2 separate regions of the Anas platyrhynchos genome follow, and region 1 is linked to region 2. A link is a contact called in public Hi-C data. All regions are on one chromosome and are shown on one strand. The core of a region is the stretch at or near the end of the contact, and the rest is flanking DNA. Distances in the headings are between cores, read along the strand shown. Region 1 holds the start of RRBP1 (ribosome binding protein 1). Region 2 overlaps RRBP1 (ribosome binding protein 1).

Region 1 (4,930 bases), core at 2,412-4,911, 52 kb after region 2:
ATGGCAACAACCTTGCATTTACTGAAGGAGGCCGTGCCAATAATCTCCACAGCAGAATGAAAAATTTTAAAGTGGCACTGCCTGTTTGCTCTGGGCTTCAGCTCGCTGGCGTTTCCCACATCCACTCGTGAATGGGGCAAATCTGCAGTGTTGCAACTGCCCCCACATGGGAAGCTAATCCTGACCCCTACCAGCACTTCAGAAACCGATCTCAGTCCCTACTAGTACTTCAGAAACGAATCTTTCCAAGGAAGGCACCATCACCTCCAGCTAGCTGACTAACCACCTTCCAAAGGCTTTGCTAACAAGGCACGATTCTCAATTCAGGGTCAGTCCCCATCGTGCAGACAGCCTTGGGGTTATGTGACCCACGTTTTCGCCCTGCAGGTTTAGAAATAAGGATTGTCACTCCCTCCCGAAAAGGAAGCACTGGTCCAACAGTTTCAAAGCTGAGCTGAGCTAAGCCTTCCCTGCAAAGTCTCCCCTTCACATCCCCTCCCAGCCTGCCTGCGTGTTGCTCTGCTCCAGGAACACAGGCTCAGTACACTGAGCTGGCGACGGGCCCGTCTTTGGTTTGGCCCACCTCCATTTTGGCCCATCTCATGCCATTTTAGTGAGTTACATCAGCTTGGCACGCGGCCACACGAACATCAGGACCAGCCCAAGGGAAGCAATAGGAACAAAACAGGAGGGGAAGCGAGGCCATCCCCTTTCAGTGGCAGCAAGCTCGTGATGAAACTACATCTTTCACTGTCCAGATTCAATTAGACAACTTTACTAGTGTAGCTCTGCTAACTCGCTCATTAACCTCTTATGCCTAAAGACTTTGTTTTTTTTTGAGCAAGACCTTCAAGGAGGAGTACTTAGGAAAGAGCTGGGAGCCTCTGACTAAATGAAGCCAAACCTGAGGTAAGTTTTTGGGCTGAGCCACAGGTGCAGACTAAACCTGTGAGAGAGGCCTGGGTGGTTTTGGTCAGAACAAACCCGATCCAAGCTAAAACAGACACGGTGAAGTGGTAAATTGGTTTCAAAGCAGGCAGTAGGCTAGCATCAAAAAGGAACCTTAAAATACTTTTCACTCATCTTTTATACCAGTGAGTCTGACTCTCAGAGGCACGTTTCATAAAGAACAGGCTTAGGGAAGTTGGTAAGGAACAGCAAAGCAACGCTAAATAAAAGGAACAGAAAATGAATTAAAATCCCTTTAACCGATAGGGACAATCCTATAGCCTTACCCAAAAGAAGTTAAGGTGTTATAAGCAGTGAGCACACACGACCTGGCCGCTGCGCTCTGCCTTTCAGTGCTGACAAGGAGCTGAGGTATCAGCAGCAAAGTACATGTACTCGCAATGCATTTCCAAGTGCCTGGGACTCCGCCGCCCTCCCTGCAAAAAGTGACCTTGTGACGCCGCTGCCAAGTAAAACAGACCCACAGAACAGAGCACTAAAAGCCACTTAAGCTGACACATTTCACTGCGTTTGGGCTGGACACGGAGCAGCCACACCAGCAGCCACCACGTTTCCCCAGAAGAGCAGTAAAGCGCGGCCAAGGGACAGCCAGGCTGAAATCACAAACTCCTTTGGCCGCTTCCAGCAGCAGCAGATCGAGGCAGCGGGAGCCCCCGGACCGGGATTTTAGATCCAAGTTAAATGTCTGCCTGTGCTGCACGTACCCTGTGGGATGACAGGCCAGTCACCTTTTCCATGCTCTACGTGAATCCCCTCCCCTGCAAAAGGGGTCCTGTTCTGGCTGGTCTGTTCAAATTATAAGGCTGTCCCAGCAGGGGTTATTTTTAGCACGCAAGCACGAAAACCCAGCTGAGATGGACTCTGATCTCAGCTGGGCCTTCTCATCAGCTTCGTAATATAAAAAGTAAACAGAAAGCAAGGCTGAGCCCACGCCAGAGCTCAGCCACTGGGCGGTGTTTGATAGCAGATAAAGCACGTTTCCAGAAAGCAGGGGGCTGCAGGTCTAATGCCAGGACCAGGCAATGACCTGAGGGATTAAAACGGATCACCAGAGCTGGTGTTCATTCCCCGGTGACTAGTGAGCTGCAAATGGACACGTTTCAAAGCCAGTTCAGCTATTCCACTGTAACCAAGTGGTGACGCAGGTGTTTCTCAAGCGCACGAGCTGAAATAACTCCGAGCTGCTCGCTCAGATGCAGCAGCAAGTGCTGGGATAGCAGGAGAGCACTGAAAGCTACGCTCCAGAATGGGACCTCTGCAGAGCTCTCTGCTTCACAGCACAAGCAAGCAAGCTGTTCCTCCCCATCTTTTAAGAGAGGCTGCAGGTGCCAGAGGCTATTAATACCTACCAGGAGAATCTTCCCAGCTCCACATGTAGAGAAATTCACATTTGCTGCTATCAGAAGCGTAGCACAAAGCTACAAAGCTGCTGGAGGACAGGGCCTCAGATCAGAGCAGAGCACCCCTGAAGTGCATGGAATCAAGAAGAAACAGAATAGAGCAGAGAGGAGAGAGACTGAAAAAAATCAGGAGCATATTTAAAAAAAAAAAAAAACAACCACTAGTGGTGATAAACCTAATTAAAACATCAGTAATCGTCCCAAGACAACTCAGACTGCAGCTGAATTTCTCCCTCCAGCCAGGACCAGGGTGTTTCACAGTTTCTCAGGCTCGTGAAGCTAGTCACAGCTGCAGGACCACTGAGAGCATCACAAAACGGGCAATAACTTAGCACAGACAATCCATGCGCACAGCTTCTCTGGGCTTTCTGTATCCCAAAGGCACGGGAACTGTTCTCTTTGTGGTTCACCACCCTTAGCATGTGATGTGTCTCCCTAGAATCATTAGTACTTGCATAAATCATACTAAAACAGCTCATTTTCTTAGCACACTTGACCCTTAATCGTACCCTTTCTGTGGCTACAGAGTGCTGTTTTATTGAATTCCTCATTTCTTGCACTGCTTGAAATAGCAATCTCCTGCAACAGGACACATTTATCAGCTTATCACACTTGACCAGGCTGGTTCCCACCTGCAGTTTTCCAGTGCCCAGATGCTGCCTACACCCTGGGCACAATTGACACCTCTTTCACCCATCCCCCAAACACTCTCATTTTAATGTCTCACCCGCTGCGAACTCACCGTACCAAGACCATGGCCTTCTGCATCCAGATATCTTCTGGGTTAAAAAAAAAAAAAAAAAGGAAAAGCCAGACTCCAAACTTACCATGCGTGGAAGGGAGCACTGTATCCTACAACACCCCGTGTAGCCCAGAAGCTGCACGCCAGCAGAAGCACCCTCCCTCAGAGGGCAGTTTCTCTGTGCTATCTCCTACCTCCAGTGGTAGGTAATACCAGTGACTGCCTCTGTCAAAATCAGAGCTGGATGTTTAACAAGCCTGAGTAAACTTCATCAAACGTTAGCATTCCCTCTGACTTTACACGAAAAGCCACGTACCACAATAACCATGACAATGCTGAAGCTTGCAGATGGGCTTTGGTGAAGAAGCACAACTCCAAGAGCAGTGACGAGGCTGTAAACGTAAACTGCTTCACAGCTGCGATGGGTAAGAGTACAGTCAGCAGTCACGACTGTTCACACATGCAGACAACTTCCTAAATACCAACATCAGTCTAGCTGTCAGGTAAGGAACCAGGGTACGCAGCATCTTTCCAGTATTTCACCACAGCTCAGACTGAAAGCAAACGTGGTGCTAGTGGCTACCAGCAGCTGTCCCAGGCTGCCACCCACTGGCCTCCAGGAACATGATCCGTGCTGTGAGCAGTATTTTCCTAGTCAACTTGCTTCAGACGCTGAAGCTGATTGTGATGCACTCTACTGGCACAGCTAACACAAAGCAGCTGCCTTTAAAGCAACAGCGATATTGACAAAGGCTACTGCATAGCTGGATTCCTGGGGTTACTGTGATTTAACTAACTACAACATCAGTGTTGTATATTCCTCAGATTCAGCATAAATACTGATACAATCCATACGCTCCTTGCTACTGACTTCAATTTACAAAGATGACCCAACTACTGCAGCTAGTTTCAGGAAGATCCACCATATAAACAGCATGTTACTGCCAAGCACGACAAGCAAGGAGATACTACTTCTCCTATAGCATGTGAAATAGTTATAGAAGGGAAAGAAGCAACCACAGCTTCTGTGAGCCACAGCAGAGCAGAAGTTCATTGTGGCACAGCTGGCATACCAACAAAGCCCAGCATCTCCAGCCTGCTCTCTGACTGAAGCAGCCAAAGTGAGTGCAAAAGGCTGTGTACAGTTTTAGAAAAAGTTAAAGCTTTGCCAGCATGAACTGTCCAGCTTGGGAGGAATAATTAACCAGGACAAGTGGTTTATCCTTGTCATATGCAGTGTAGTGCCTGTGCAATGGTACCTACCAACCCTACCTATAAAGGGCCAGATGTCCACAAGCAGCATGCTTTTGTAACTGCTGCTGTAAGTGAGCTATTTGGGTAGGGGTTGAACACGAATGCCAGAAATCTCATCAACCATAAGCTGAAACTGTTCCTGCCAAATGAAGTTAAAAGGTGACAGAGTTCAGGTATTTCTCATCTAGACCACTGCAGGATGTTGTGGCTACCAAGAGCTGCACAGTTTCCATAGGGGTTCAATTAAAGAAATAGGTTATGGAAAAGTAAACTACTGATCAATTTTTATAGATACTGCTGCTGAGCAGCCCCTTCTCAGAGCTTCTCTTACTGAAGCTGCTTCAGGCAGCCTGCTCAGGGTGTAGCTACACAGCCTACTTCGTGCATAAGGGGAAGGTCAGATGTAAGAAATTTTAGACATTAGTAATAAAATGCTCAGATACTCTGTTTGCTCCACAGAAAGCCGCCTCAGGAAGGGTAGAGCTTGCTGACCCATCTCCATATATGCCATATGACAGCCAAAATGTAGCAAAGTGACCTTGGAATTTATAGGCCAAGCTGCCTA
Region 2 (5,367 bases), core at 2,759-5,258:
GTAATTAAGGTAAATTCAGGTAGTCTTTTCGAGGCTACTGGCCAAATTGCCAAACTCAAAACTTTCCCCTGTAACCGTGTAATGCGAAACTGAAAAGCTGCAAACCTGTAGTTAAGGGTAGGCTGAAGCAACCTGCTAGCACCAGAACAGGGTTAAACTCTAGAGTGCTTGCGGCTGCAGGGCCATGCTAATTAAGGTTAATTATGAAGTTAAAATAGAGATAAAATAGACACACTTTTCTGGAGAAAGAGTCCGAATCACTCTCTCGTGAACTCACTGTGCAGTGATATTTAAAGGTTCACTTGTTCTACCGGTTCGATTTCCTTGTTATGAAGTGTCTTGAGGCCTCCTCCAAGCCTGAACAATTCTATTAAATCTGCTTTCCTTTCGACATAGGTTGATTTAGAACTACCTTAGTTTCACTAACACACACTTGTAGCGGATCAGATGCTTCTAAGGCTTTTCCAAGTGCAGATTCTTCTATCAGAGCTCTCCAGCTATGGGTAGTACGACGAGAAGGAGCCACTTGAAAAATATTCCGAGATGAGAAGTGGTGTTCTCAGCCCCAGTCTTTGGTCACTTGGTCCATTTGTCCATAATTACTCTTGATTTAACTTAGTAGAACCAATCAGCCTGACTAATACGGCTCGATCTGGGCTTTTTGTCTGTTAGCTTCTTTAATTCTGTAGAAATGCATGGAAATATCACCTACTAGAAAGTTTGACCTGAAATGCCTTTTGTATGGGGGGGGAGGGGGGTAGAGAACATTCCTGTGCCAGCTACAGAGATCTGAAAAGCTTCCATGTTTCACCAGTGGTTGATTAAAGCTGTTTCCTTTGTGTAATGTGTACATGGGAGTTGCATAGAGTTTTCCTGTATGTCTGTAGAGAAGAAAAAAAAAAAAAAGAAAAAAAAACAAACCCTTAGCCTCCAGTGCGTTACTGTGCTGTGTTCTGTGCGTGCCAAACTCAAACAGCCTGAATCCTGAATCCACGGGGTTTTTTTCCACCTGGGTCGGTGGGGAGAAAGCACTTTGGTTTCTCCGCAGTCTTGGTGCCCTCCTTGGCCTCGTGCACCACCCTGTGCTGTTTGCTCCCTTAACCTAGAGGCAGGCGCTGTCTGTGTGCTCTGCCTTAGCACCCAGGGGTGGGAGCACAGGTTGCTGACGTGATCACCCGCAGCGAAGCTTTCTGGCTGTGAGGACGCTGGGCTGGGACCCGTGGGTGCTCCCAGTCCCTGCCTCAGACCTCGCCCAGGTGGGTCATCGTCCCCATAAAGCGCTTGTCCTCACCTCGGTGGCTGCAGCGCTGCTGTCTGTCCAAAGTCCGGGCTCAGATAAGAAACTGGGAGTGACGGGGTGGGAGTGGGGCCTGGGAAGGGAGCTCCCGGCCAGGAGACAACCAAAATCAGTGCCTTGAGCCTGCGGGGTCCTGCCAGGAGAGGTGGAAGCTGCTGGCTGCATGCAAGAGCCCTCCTGCACCACAAGGGGAAGCAGCAGCCCTGGGGCACCCAGCAGAGCCGCTGGTCTTTAAAAGATCAGCACAAAATGCGACAAAAAAACCCCGCGGTGCCACTCCAGGAGCTGAAACGGGGCTAAACATCTGGCCCCAGAGACACTTTTCCACCATCAGCTTTACCAAACATGACCAGCCCCTCTCTGCTGTCCAAAAATAGCTTCCTCGGTGCTGGCCTGAAGGAACAGCAACGTGTCCCTTGTGCTAAGGAGCCCGAATCTCCTTTCACGTGGTTTTTGGAGCCCCAGCGGTGCCCACCCAGCCCTGCAGTGCCTGCATCACCGTCCCATCCCCTGGTTTTGGCTGTGTTTGGGGGCGCAGTTCCTGCTCTCGTGAGCGTGCTCTGCTTTGCACAAGCAAGCCCCGTGAAGGAAGCGGCTGTTGCAAAAGCAAGAACTGAGCAAACCGAAGGGTTTCATCACATCGCGCTCACTGCTTTGGGGCCCAGCCCCCCACCTGCTCTCTGACCACCCCCAGCCCCTCAGCAGCTCCTTCCAGCTTCTGGGTTTCTTGGTAGGGTGGGTTTGCTTTTGTGGTTTTAATATTTTTTTTTTTTTTTTGGGGGGGTGGCAGCCACCCAAGGGGCTGAGGCCACCACCCTGCAGCAGGAGGCAGCCACCAGCTCCCCTCCAGCCATGTGCCTGAGCCCCATCACCCCCAAAGCCATTGCCCCACCCCAAAAATCCCCCCTCCAACACCCCAGAACCGGGCTGGGCAGCGCTCAGCCCCCAATTCCGTGTGGGAGCAGGAGGTGCAGGGCCAGCAGCGGCTCTGCTCCTGAGCTGCCCCCCTTGGGGGAAGGCAGCTTTGTGGTTTTCCTGCAGGAAGAGGCAGCGTTGCGCCACCCTGGGGAGGTGGAAGGGGCACCCCGCAGCTTTAGGGCCTCAGACAAGGCCCCAAAGGTTGTGGGACCCCAACCACTTTAATCACAGCTGGGGCACCATGGCTGCAGCTCTGCGCCTCCTTCGCTTGCACTGGAAGAAAAGCAGGGGCCAGCAGCTGCAGCACAGCAACAGAACAAAGCAGCCACCACTGGGCAAAGCAGGGTGCATTCTTCATACTTCAGTCGTCCCCAAGACATTCCTGGCACAGCAACTTCGAAAAGTGACCAGAAAAATAAAGCACAGGCTCTTCGCTACGACGTCATTTTAATTGCATCGACACTCAGAAAATACACAAAGGATACGCGCCGAGAGCCACCCGTCAGAGAGAGGCTTCCTTCCACTGGTGGGTCTTACTTTCACACTTCTCTCACTCCAAAAAAAAAAATAATATATATATATTTATATATATAAAATAATAATTGCACCGGTTGATGTACAAACACAGTCTTCCCTTTTCACACATTCGCGAGTTCTGCCGCTCCAGCAGGGTCGAGCCCCGGCACCTGCCCCAACGTGTCGGGAGCAGCACCCACGGGAACGAAGGGTTGTACAAAACAGTATGAAGGTTTTCCTACAGACATACACCTGCAGTGTTTACTGGTTGGTGGTGGTTTCTTTTTTTTTTTTTTCCTTTTTTTTTTTTTCTTAAAGTTTCAAAACTAGGTTTCGGGTCACTAATGGCTTGTATTTTATCTACAGTAAATTCAGCATATACTTTTTATTTTTAGGAATGTGTAAGGCATTTTGGTAAGTTGAAGGGTTAAGTTCTAAGTCACAGACTCATCAAACCGAAGTCCCTTCCTTTGAACTGTCCTCTTCCCCCTGCAGAAGAAACACAAGAGAGCTCAGTTACTCGGTGGGCTCTCGAGGTTAAGCAGCAAAGCATTTCGCAGCCTGGCCACATCTTCCCTCCTGGGCAGGGAAGGATCATGACCACCATCCAACGCAGTCCCAGGGGCTGCCAGAAGCCAGCCGGGTGGGTTGTGGCCGTGGGTGCCCCACTGCTCCCATTTTAAACCACCCCATTTCCCCGCCTGTATCAAGGGAAGGCCTGGTTGAGGCTGGTGCTGCCAGCAAGTACCGTTTCATGAAGCTGTTCTTTCAACTTCTTCACCGTTTCTCTCTCTTTGGCCAGTTGGTCCTGGGTGACCTTCAGTAGCTCCTGGAGTTTGGTTGCTGCTTGGCCCAAGTCCTTTGTTAGTTTTTTTTCTTTTTCAAGTCTTTCCTACACGGGAGTAAAAAGAAGCCATCTGCCTGAGCCTCCCCCTGCAGTCCAGGCTGCTCGCAGGGGACCCCCTCCCTCCAAAACACATCTGCACCTTCCTTGGGAACCATCTACCCTGCCCCACCATCCCCAGGAACCACAAATCACAACCACAGTCCTGCTGGGCAAAGGCTTTTTTGTGCCTGGTGCTGAGCCGAGGCAGCAGCCAGATCACCTTGAGATGCTGGGCCTCCTCCGTGCCTGACGCCGCTGCGTTTTCAGCCACTCTCAGCTTCTCCAGCTCCGCCTGCAAGCTGCGTGCCGAGCTCTGTGCCTGCAAGGGGGACGCACAACCTTTAACAACGCACCAGCCGGTGCCAGCGGGCTCCTCCTGCTCCCTGCCCCATGCAGCAGGGCCTGTGGCTGTCCCTCTGCTGTTGGTGGGTTACAGAGCCACCGTCAGGCAGCTGGCTGCACTGCCCCAGCGTTTTTTGGCCGCTCTCCAGAGGTGCTTTTTCGCAGCCCCAAGGTCCTCTACAGGGGCAAACCCTCGCTCCCCGCTTGCCCCCGGCACCCACCTCCTCCAGCTCCTGCACCAGCTTCTGCCTCAGCGCTTGCTCCTTCTCCACCAGCGCTTCGTTCTGCTCCAGCTGCGTTTTCAACTGCATGGAGAAGGGGAAAGTGTCCAGAAGAGAAAATAAAAATAATAATAATTTAAAAAAACAAAGGCCTAGACGAGGAGCTTCTTCCAGTACCAGGGAAGCTGGGCTACACAGAAGAAACAAAACCTGGAGCTTTGTCCAAGGCACTGAGGGGCAACGGGTACCATCATTGGCCTCTGTACAAAGCCGGGAGGATGCTGATGGTGAGCCCGGGGTTGGTTTTGCACTGCCAAATGGTGCTTGAATTTTTGGGCAGCACAAGCTGGGATTTGGACAAGAGGCACAACAGAGTGTTGGGCGTATCTGGCAGGTCCCCGTGCTGCGGCAGACGAGCAGCGCCCAGGAGAAGGCTCCACGGTTAACAGGATTAAAGGAGAGAGAGGCAGAGCCCAGCTTGGGGCGGCAGCTGCCACCGCCAAGAGGTGTTAGCCTGCGGGGAGCAGCCGCTGCTAATGCCTTCAGCCCGGCTCCGGCGAGATTTGCAGGGCCTCTGCCCCTGCGTGAGCTCCGTAATCCTAATCCCAGCCCCCGAGCAGGCTCGAGGCCGTGTAGCAACCCCAGCTGGAGGCAGCGCTCCCTGCCTGCCTCCCCAAAAACATCCCCAGCCTGCTGCTGGCACAGAGGGCTCCCGAGGGAACAGGTGAAGGAGCGGGATGTGTGTTTGGAGGGGCTCCACGAGCCTGGCACAGGCCAGGAGAGCAAAGCCTCGTGCAGTTGGCCATGCGGGACGGGGCGCGGGACTGCGAGCCACGGCCTCACCCCCCCTAACCTCGAAGGGCTCGGGATCGCTCGGCTCGGCTCGTGACCCCACGACTCCTCCATCCTGCACATGGCTCTTCATCTCACCCAGCTGCTGCCTGACCTGCAAGGAGGAGGAGCAGCGAGGCTGGCTCGGTTACACGCCCCCCAGCACGGCCCTACACAAGGAGCTATGGAGCAGTTTGGGCAGCCTTTGTGCCAGCACACAGGGAGAAATGGCCAGAAGAAACTGAACTCCCAGCTCACTGTGCTCTGAGCACCCCTGCAAACCAGGGATACCACCCAGGACTTTAAAAAATAAACCTCCTGACCCTCTGTTTGCTGCAGCAGGGCTCACAGGAGTG

The links. Hi-C and Micro-C count contacts between places; a contact is called where the count stands out from the background.
Region 1: a Hi-C map of subcutaneous adipose tissue shows a contact between it and region 2, with 2.9 times the contacts expected there. The contact joins the promoter of RRBP1 here to the enhancer-like site in region 2. A contact is called at or near these places in 5 of 8 Hi-C or Micro-C datasets (F1 follicle, F5 follicle, skeletal muscle and 2 more).

The regions. Positions count from the first base shown.
Region 1 is chr3:15,915,291-15,920,220 of IASCAAS_PekinDuck_T2T, forward strand. RRBP1 (ribosome binding protein 1) reads right to left here and starts at 3,662. Exons shown (of 24, transcript XM_072035404.1): 1 at 3,428-3,662.
Region 2 is chr3:15,862,898-15,868,264 of IASCAAS_PekinDuck_T2T, forward strand. RRBP1 (ribosome binding protein 1) reads right to left here. Exons shown (of 24, transcript XM_072035404.1): 20 at 5,034-5,126; 21 at 4,181-4,264; 22 at 3,838-3,936; 23 at 3,480-3,623; 24 at 2,646-3,220. The coding sequence ends at 3,182. Among named protein-coding and RNA genes, the nearest start is that of DSTN, 11 kb to the left of the region's middle. Within about 2 kb of position 4,009, at least 3 of the 8 cell types and tissues checked have an H3K27ac peak or open chromatin away from gene starts, as enhancers often do. A contact at or near this core is called in F1 follicle and subcutaneous adipose tissue, where this site is marked.